Linked DNA regions of Bicyclus anynana: region 1 is linked to region 2. A link is a contact called in public Hi-C data. All regions are on one chromosome and are shown on one strand. The core of a region is the stretch at or near the end of the contact, and the rest is flanking DNA. Distances in the headings are between cores, read along the strand shown.

The links. Hi-C and Micro-C count contacts between places; a contact is called where the count stands out from the background.
Region 1: a contact with region 2 is called in a Hi-C map of whole body, with 4 times the contacts expected there. The contact joins two enhancer-like sites. A contact is called at or near these places in 2 of 2 Hi-C or Micro-C datasets (whole body and whole larva).

What each region holds. Positions count from the first base shown.
Region 1 is chr4:11,805,816-11,809,588 of ilBicAnyn1.1, forward strand. LOC112046593 (protein sickie) reads left to right here. Exons shown (of 33, transcript XM_052881318.1): 4 at 1,996-2,099. Among protein-coding and RNA genes, the nearest start is that of LOC112046595, 110 kb to the right of the region's middle. Within about 2 kb of position 2,081, at least 3 of the 8 cell types and tissues checked have open chromatin away from gene starts, as enhancers often do.
Region 2 is chr4:11,761,359-11,765,141 of ilBicAnyn1.1, forward strand. LOC112046593 (protein sickie) reads left to right here. Exons shown (of 33, transcript XM_052881318.1): 3 at 1,272-1,582. Among protein-coding and RNA genes, the nearest start is that of LOC112046593, 150 kb to the left of the region's middle. Within about 2 kb of position 1,468, at least 7 of the 8 cell types and tissues checked have open chromatin away from gene starts, as enhancers often do.

The sequences.
Region 1 (3,773 bases), core at 831-3,330, 45 kb after region 2:
GCAACATTCTTTATGAAAGCTCCCATGCGGCTTCTAATTTTACGTTATATTTCAATCAATTTACACAAAATCTTCACAAACTATATACCAAAACCTTCCCCAAAAGTCTATCTATCTGTTAGTGAAAAGCGCATGTAAATATTTAAATCTGTAAGATAGTCTTTGGCTACCAATTATCGTAGATGTAGACAATGACTTGTATGATAATCATCTTTTTCGTCAGCAAGTAATACATTTTTAACGTTTTCAATCAAAAGTGTATATTGTAGTGATAAGCTTTCATTCAATAAGTCATTTATTATAATAATCCATTGAGTTCGAAGCGTGACAGACTCAATTTCCGTCGAACCGCCCCGGAAGGCCGCGGCACGCGCGATACCGTTGCTGGACTTTAACGAAATCGTGGACTAATTCTAACTTCTGCTGTTGAATATTGATATCGACTGTCTTTTGTTCACCGACACGTACTTGTAAATCTTCTATCTATAAACATTCAGTCAATTGTAGTTATGGATATTTAAGTCAACCCCTGATGACAAGACTTTGATGATGAAAATATTTTTTTTTGGTATTGTTTAAAAATGTTATTAATATTAATGTTATTTGCAACATCTTGAATGTTAAAAACTAAGAACCCTTAATTTATGTATTACTCTGCTAAAGAAAGATATATCTAGCTAGCTAGGCATAGAGTAACAATCACTGGTGCACTCTGAAGAACGAAAAATACCTGCATTCTTCCATAGACTAGAGTCTAGACAGCAGGGCCTGGATTAATTTAGGTACCGTCTACCCATTTAATAGATTTGGATTAAGATATTATATTGTGGTATAGAACGTTTAAAACTTTTATTCATAAGTAGTGACCAAAAACTAAAATTTAGCCTGTATTTTTACTGTAATTTCAAATTATAAAAAAGTAAAAAAACTATCTAAATTATTTTATAGAAACAACTAAGCCGCGCCATCTTGTAGCTAGTAGCGACACTACGTAGAGAACTGCGCGAGCGCAAGCGCCATGTCTGACATAGTGTCAAATACAAAGATATACATTGTGAAATTGCTAGAAAATTTGAATGTTTGCCATAAAATCAAAAATTTAATTGAAATTGAATTGAATGTTTTTGCGTTTAAATTTCAACTGAACTGAAAAAAATTAAATTTCTACTGCGTTTTATGATTTTTATATTTTATTAGATGCTGCATTTTTAATTTCAGCACTACAACAGATTAAAGAATAATAGGCAGATTGAGCGTACGGAGCACGGCAGGGGTGCAGTCATTCCAAATACAATTCAAAAACAAATACATTTTAGAGTCAGTACGACACGAAGCGATCAGTAACGATCAGTAATTTTCAATATTATTCAAGAAAAATTGCATCTTATGTTTTTAAAAACTGCTCACAAAAACTAAAAAAAAATAAGATGGAGTATTTTTTATAAGTAATTATTGAAATAATATTCTTTTATGATATAAATTTACGTAATTGTTCTCAGTGTTAAATCTTGAAATACAAATTATGAAAAAAGTTTGTTTATGCGGAGTCGCGTGACGTTTGTTTTTTTTATAGGTTTTACCGGCCTCACCGCGTTACTTGTATAGACTCATTCTGTATCATTCTTTATTCTGTGATAATACATTGAACTACATAGCAAGTTGATTCAAATAACTATAAATAATAATTATTTTAATTAACTTGCTACTTTGTAATCCAAACTTTTTAAAAGTTTCTTGTGAAATTAATTGTAGAAGCTTTTAGCTAATATGATTAAGGTACCGTTTCTGAACTTGTAAATAATTTTGATTTACGAATTGTACTTTTTTGTAAACGAAAACCGATGAAGCGTCTGAAATAGCTTAAAAACGTCTATAATGTTTATGGCCCCGACACACGGCGAAAATATAATAATTAGAATATTTATCATACTGTAGGTATATTCTTATAAATCACCAGGGTTAAAAGTAAACTAAGGAGGTGTAATTTGTTCACAGACAGGTGTCGGTGCTACAGACGTCGATACCTTTGCCGGCGTCGGCCGCGGCGGTACGCAGAGCGCCTCCGGACAAAAGACCGCTACCTGCTACCCCAGTGCATGGTAAGAATATTTTTTATTGTTGGTCTGTACTAAGCCTGTTCGGATCATAAGGTCGTGGGTTCAAGACCCTAGGCGCCCGGTTATCAAATATTGGGTATTACTACCGAGAAAGTGGATATCATTAGTTAGCTATGGTTTAACTACCTTGTGTCTCCGAGTACTAGAGTCAAACATTTCCCTTAAGCCTGACAACACGCATAGTTGCAGTGTAATCAGCATAAAGTCCTAAACCCCTCTCCTTCATGGAGAGTGACTCAGTCCCACATTGGGATCATTAAAATAAGATGGTGATGAAAACCAGTTGGTCGGATTTGTCTACTACAAGACATGCTCGTACTTAGTACTGGTAGAAGAACAAGATGACGAACTTTTAGCTTTTATGACAAAGAATGAGGAAAAAATAACAAAAAACCTAAACCAACGGCTCCATACTACAGAGCAGAGCTTCCTTGAAAGAGACGCAGCTGTTTCCACCGTTTCATAATCTACCTATTAGTATGAATCAAATAGATGATAGATAGTTAATATTTATTGTACACACAAGATGAGTTTTAAAGTACTTAACAAAGAAAACAGAAAACCAAAGTGAAATGCGAAGGTGGTCTTATCTAATATTACGAGTATTAAAGAGGTAAAGTACCTAAGTGGTGTGTAGAGGGTAATATCTGGACCTACTTAACCGATTCTGAAAAGTTTTCTACCACTAGAAAGCCACGTTATTTGCGAGTGTCATGGGCTATATTTTACCACCGTATTCTCATGATAACGAGAACTACGCGGGTGAAACCGCAGGGCGTCGGCTAGACGCAATTATACTTTAACATTGAGCTTGTTTGGGTAGTTCGACAACAGAAGCCCGCAGATACTAATACAACATGATTCACAAAGCTCGATACGTGCCGTGACAAATGGGGCTTAGGCACAAACGGACTTGCAAATAGTGCTTGTAGACACGTGTAATATTATCAAACGTACACACACACAGCTGTGCAATGTTTATATACATTCCCCTTTGTCTATTGTTTGGGATTTCAGCTCGAAAATATTCAATTTATAAATTCTTGAATGGAAGTATGCAGACAAAGGCCAAAGCTGTGGAAGCTGCTGTATGAGATAGTTGACGCTTCAATACGTGACAACGTATAAAAGCAAATAATATATTATAATTACGTGAACATTTTTGACGTCAAATTATGGCAACTTTATATCACGAGAACCTATTAGCTAGAACTATAAAAGACATTTTTAAAAGTTAAACCAGTTTAAGTTTCACCAGTCTACATTCCTACTACAGGTCAGGAATAAAAAATAATCTAGAATGAGTGTTTACAAGCAGCGTGGTGAAGCCGGTGAAACCCATAAAAACCGAAACGTCACGTGTTTTCTTAAAATCCTTATATACAAACTTTTTCCATAATATCAATTTCAAAATTTAACACTTACTATAATTGCCAATAAAAAAAATACTGTATCTTTTTCTTTAGTTTTTGTAAACGTTTTTTAAAATATTTATTTACAGTTTTAAAAAACCATAAGATTGATATTGAAAATTACTGATGCGACGCTTCGTGTCGTACTGACTCGAGAATGTATTAGTTTTTGAATTTTGTATTTGAAACGGCTACGACACTGTCGTGTTTCGTGCGCTCTATCTGCCTATTATTCTTAATCTAT
Region 2 (3,783 bases), core at 218-2,717:
CAGATACATAGAAAGATGTGTAGATTAATTCTTTATTTACACATACAGGTGAAAGTGTACAATATATACCTACATTATACAGGGCTTTTTTTATTTTACCTACAACACGACCTGTATATACAGGACGTGTTGAAGGTACACAGACTGCGTTGTTTGATTGTTAGTTCGATGGATACAAGATATTCTGTTCAAATAAAGGAGGTCTAAGGTCCACATCTACGAGTAATGTATAGAAATCTATAGTCGCGGTATTTGTAACCAAACTACCCCGATACGACTGGACCGATTTTTATGAAATTTTGTGTGCATATCGGGTGGGTCTAAGAATCGGCCAACTTCTATTTTTCATACCTCTAAATGATAAGGGTGACCAACGCCAAAATTTACAAAGCAAAGCAACGTTTTCGTTAGCATGTATTGTGTAAAAACAAAATTCTTGCAGTTCAAAAATGGAAAGTAATTCGGCAAAACGTTTGTTTGACGTGTATCGCACGCATTGCGTTTGCTAATGTGTCAAATGCGATTAGGATGCGCGTGCGCGTCGCATTGCGCCGGTAGAGTGCGTAATGAGCGACGCCTAAACGATCCAATCGGAATGAATGAAATCATGTTCAATTCACACTTTAGATATTTATCCACCTTACATCTAAATTGATCGGTAATAATCGGTAGGTTCGAGAAGATTGGTATCGTAATGCATTCGTGTTATGACTTATGATTGTTTATTGTTCGAATATTTTTAAATTAAAAAATGGGTCACACAAAAAAAGTAAGTTTTCTCGGCTAATTTTATTCGGAAAACATATTAAATGTAGGTATCATATCATAATTAATTGTGTTAAATATGTATAAGAAGTTATTTAGTTTGAGGCAACTCCTAATCATATCTAATTAGTATTAAAATTATCCAGTCCTACTCAAAGCTGACAGCAGTAAAAAAAATCTTGCGTAGGCACCTACTTACCAACTCGTACCTAAAGTGCGTCAAAAAGGCCAAAATCTCACTTAAATCTATCTAATGAAACAAAACCGTCAACAATATACCGATTTACTTTATTAATAAAAATATCAATAAATTAATCATACCTAAATAAATAGATAAATCTTCATTGCAGAAATCTTATAAGTACAATTTTATTAAATTAGTCGTACCTATTTACTTAACAACAGTGTACAGTACATTAATATTATTATCTGTATTATGATTAATTATATTACTATGTAAGTATAATAAGCTTAATAGTTAATTTATTTTTTTCTTTTCATTGCAGTTGGAAAACGTCCAGTGTTGTTTGGATTTCCTACACGCGCAAAAAGTCCAAGGACTGGAACAAGTCACAGCTGTTGATATTCGGGACGCAAAACTAAAAGCAGTCTTGGCGCTCTTTTTTGCATTGAGCCGACATAAACAAGCATCGAAGCAAAGAACTGTGCCATCTAGCGGCAATGTGTCGAACGCGGGGAAGAGTTCAAACGAAGACGCGTCTTTGAGCTCCGTCCAGCGGATAACAGGTGGCAGCAGCGATGAGATACTGACAGCCTGCGGAAACAACGTCGAAATGACAACATTAACAGCAAATAGGTAAGTACTTATTAATTAAATTAAAAAAATAAAATATTATAATTATTTTAGGTTATTAATTCATAATTAAAATTAATAATTTAATAATTATGCGCCATCTTGTGGCGCCTAGAGGAACTTTACAAAGAGCTTTTGCATCATGATAATAGACGTCGCACCATGCATTATTGCATATAGGTATTATGCAAAGATTACAGTGTATTTATGTTCTTAGACAAAGTTTTCAAATAGTTCCAAAATCAGATTTTGAATTTTTAGACAATTTATTTTGGAAATTAATTAATAAATAACTATTTTAGAATTTTGATAGGTAACTTCCCTACTTTCCCGACAAAAAAAGAAGAGTTATGTATGTTTTTTAACAAAACATATTATATTTTAACCTTCATAATTAATATAAATATTTAAGCTATGTATGTATGATTTAAAAAAAAATACATACTTAGCCTAAATATATATAAACTTTAAAATTATTTTAGGATGACTAGAATATAGATAAATCAAACAAGATAAAAAATAATAGATTTGACACAAAATGAGATTAATTAATTATGTAGGTATCATATTAAAGATCCTGACTTTGAAGTTGAACAAAATTGGAATTTGGATGAACGGAACCAACAGCTGTATTATAATTTTCCAATATTGTAAGACAAAAAAAAAAACGAAAAACGAAAACACCAATAAATTCATTTTTTGGACTAAAGATATCGAACTCAAAACCTTGTAAACCAGTAAACCAATGGACTATCGGGGAATTTCAATCAGATCACAATTATATTATACGAGTTAGTGTGAAGGAGCTGTTACTTATAACTCAATGGGTGGCAACTGAGTGGCGTCTCCAAGTTTAAATTACTATAAATAACTGTGTGCAACTCATTTTATTTTATTCTTCTTTCAACGTAACCGAATTAAGTCTGTATTGTACAGTTTAACTTTAGTATTGGAATATCGGAAATGCTCAACATTGTTGAATATTGTAACAGTAATAAAATTACATAGAGGACATCAATTGTATTTTATGACACTAGCCTTTTTGTCTACATTACATTTGGTTACAGTTCTATTTGAATTTGAATGAACTGATATCCACTACGCAATTTTCAAAATAAAATCGGATCCTACAGAAGGATTTAAATAGTAGCCACACAGGTAAGACTTTTAGTGGGATCAGGTCTATAAACTCCATTAAAATTATTTTGAATATCTTAGAGCGTCACTATAAGATAATTGTAAAAGAAAACGGACAAATGTAGACACATCAGGGTTTTTTGTTACTATTAGCTCATATAGATTTTTTTATTACAATAATAATAATAATCACTAATTATACATTAATATAAGTTTCGGTTTAGTGGAGCGAGACCAATTAATAATTCAAGACAATTATTTTCATCATTATTTTTAGGATATAATCTAAATAAGGTACATGTAAAAGTGAAAGGTTTATCGGGAAATATAGAAAACCGCTTAACGTTACAAAGATGAAATCTGGCTGGAAGGTTGAATAAAGTTACTTGACATCAGCTAACAACGGATTTTGCGACAGGGCCGGATCGAAGAGGAAGGGTGGACCTTCGTTACGGGCGTTCGTTATTAATTAATAATTTGCCAATTGTTAGTATTTTTAACCGGCTTCCAAAAGGAGGAGGTTCAACGTTCGGTTGTATGTATGTTTTGTGTATTTTTTTAATTTTAATAATATATTTTGGATAATAATAGCACTAATTAATTACAGAATCATATTATGATCTTTTAATGAAGTCGATATTTGATACCTACTTAATATTATGTCAATATCTGAACTTACTTTTAACATAGGTTACTAAAATGTTCGTAAGTGTCATCTTACTCAAAAATTAACCTTTTACATTTACAGACCGTTCTAGTTTATTAAAACTATTTGTCACATTAGTTTATAACACTTATCCGCGCGGAACGGGAACGACATTCTATTTCGGAGTAGCGCCCTCTATTGGCGAGGTGCCGAGATGGCCGGCATTATGGGTTTACTCATGGTCTATGTTTGTAAACTAAAATAGTATGACGTCCAAATGCATAGATTATTCATCAGACTAATTACTCTCCCGCCGCTCACAGGTCTCCTCTCTCACAGGAGATGAATATTTAGTGCCTTTGCACTGATTTAACGCAAATTGGCTGGTTTACTGTCTTCATATAAGATTACCTAATTAATT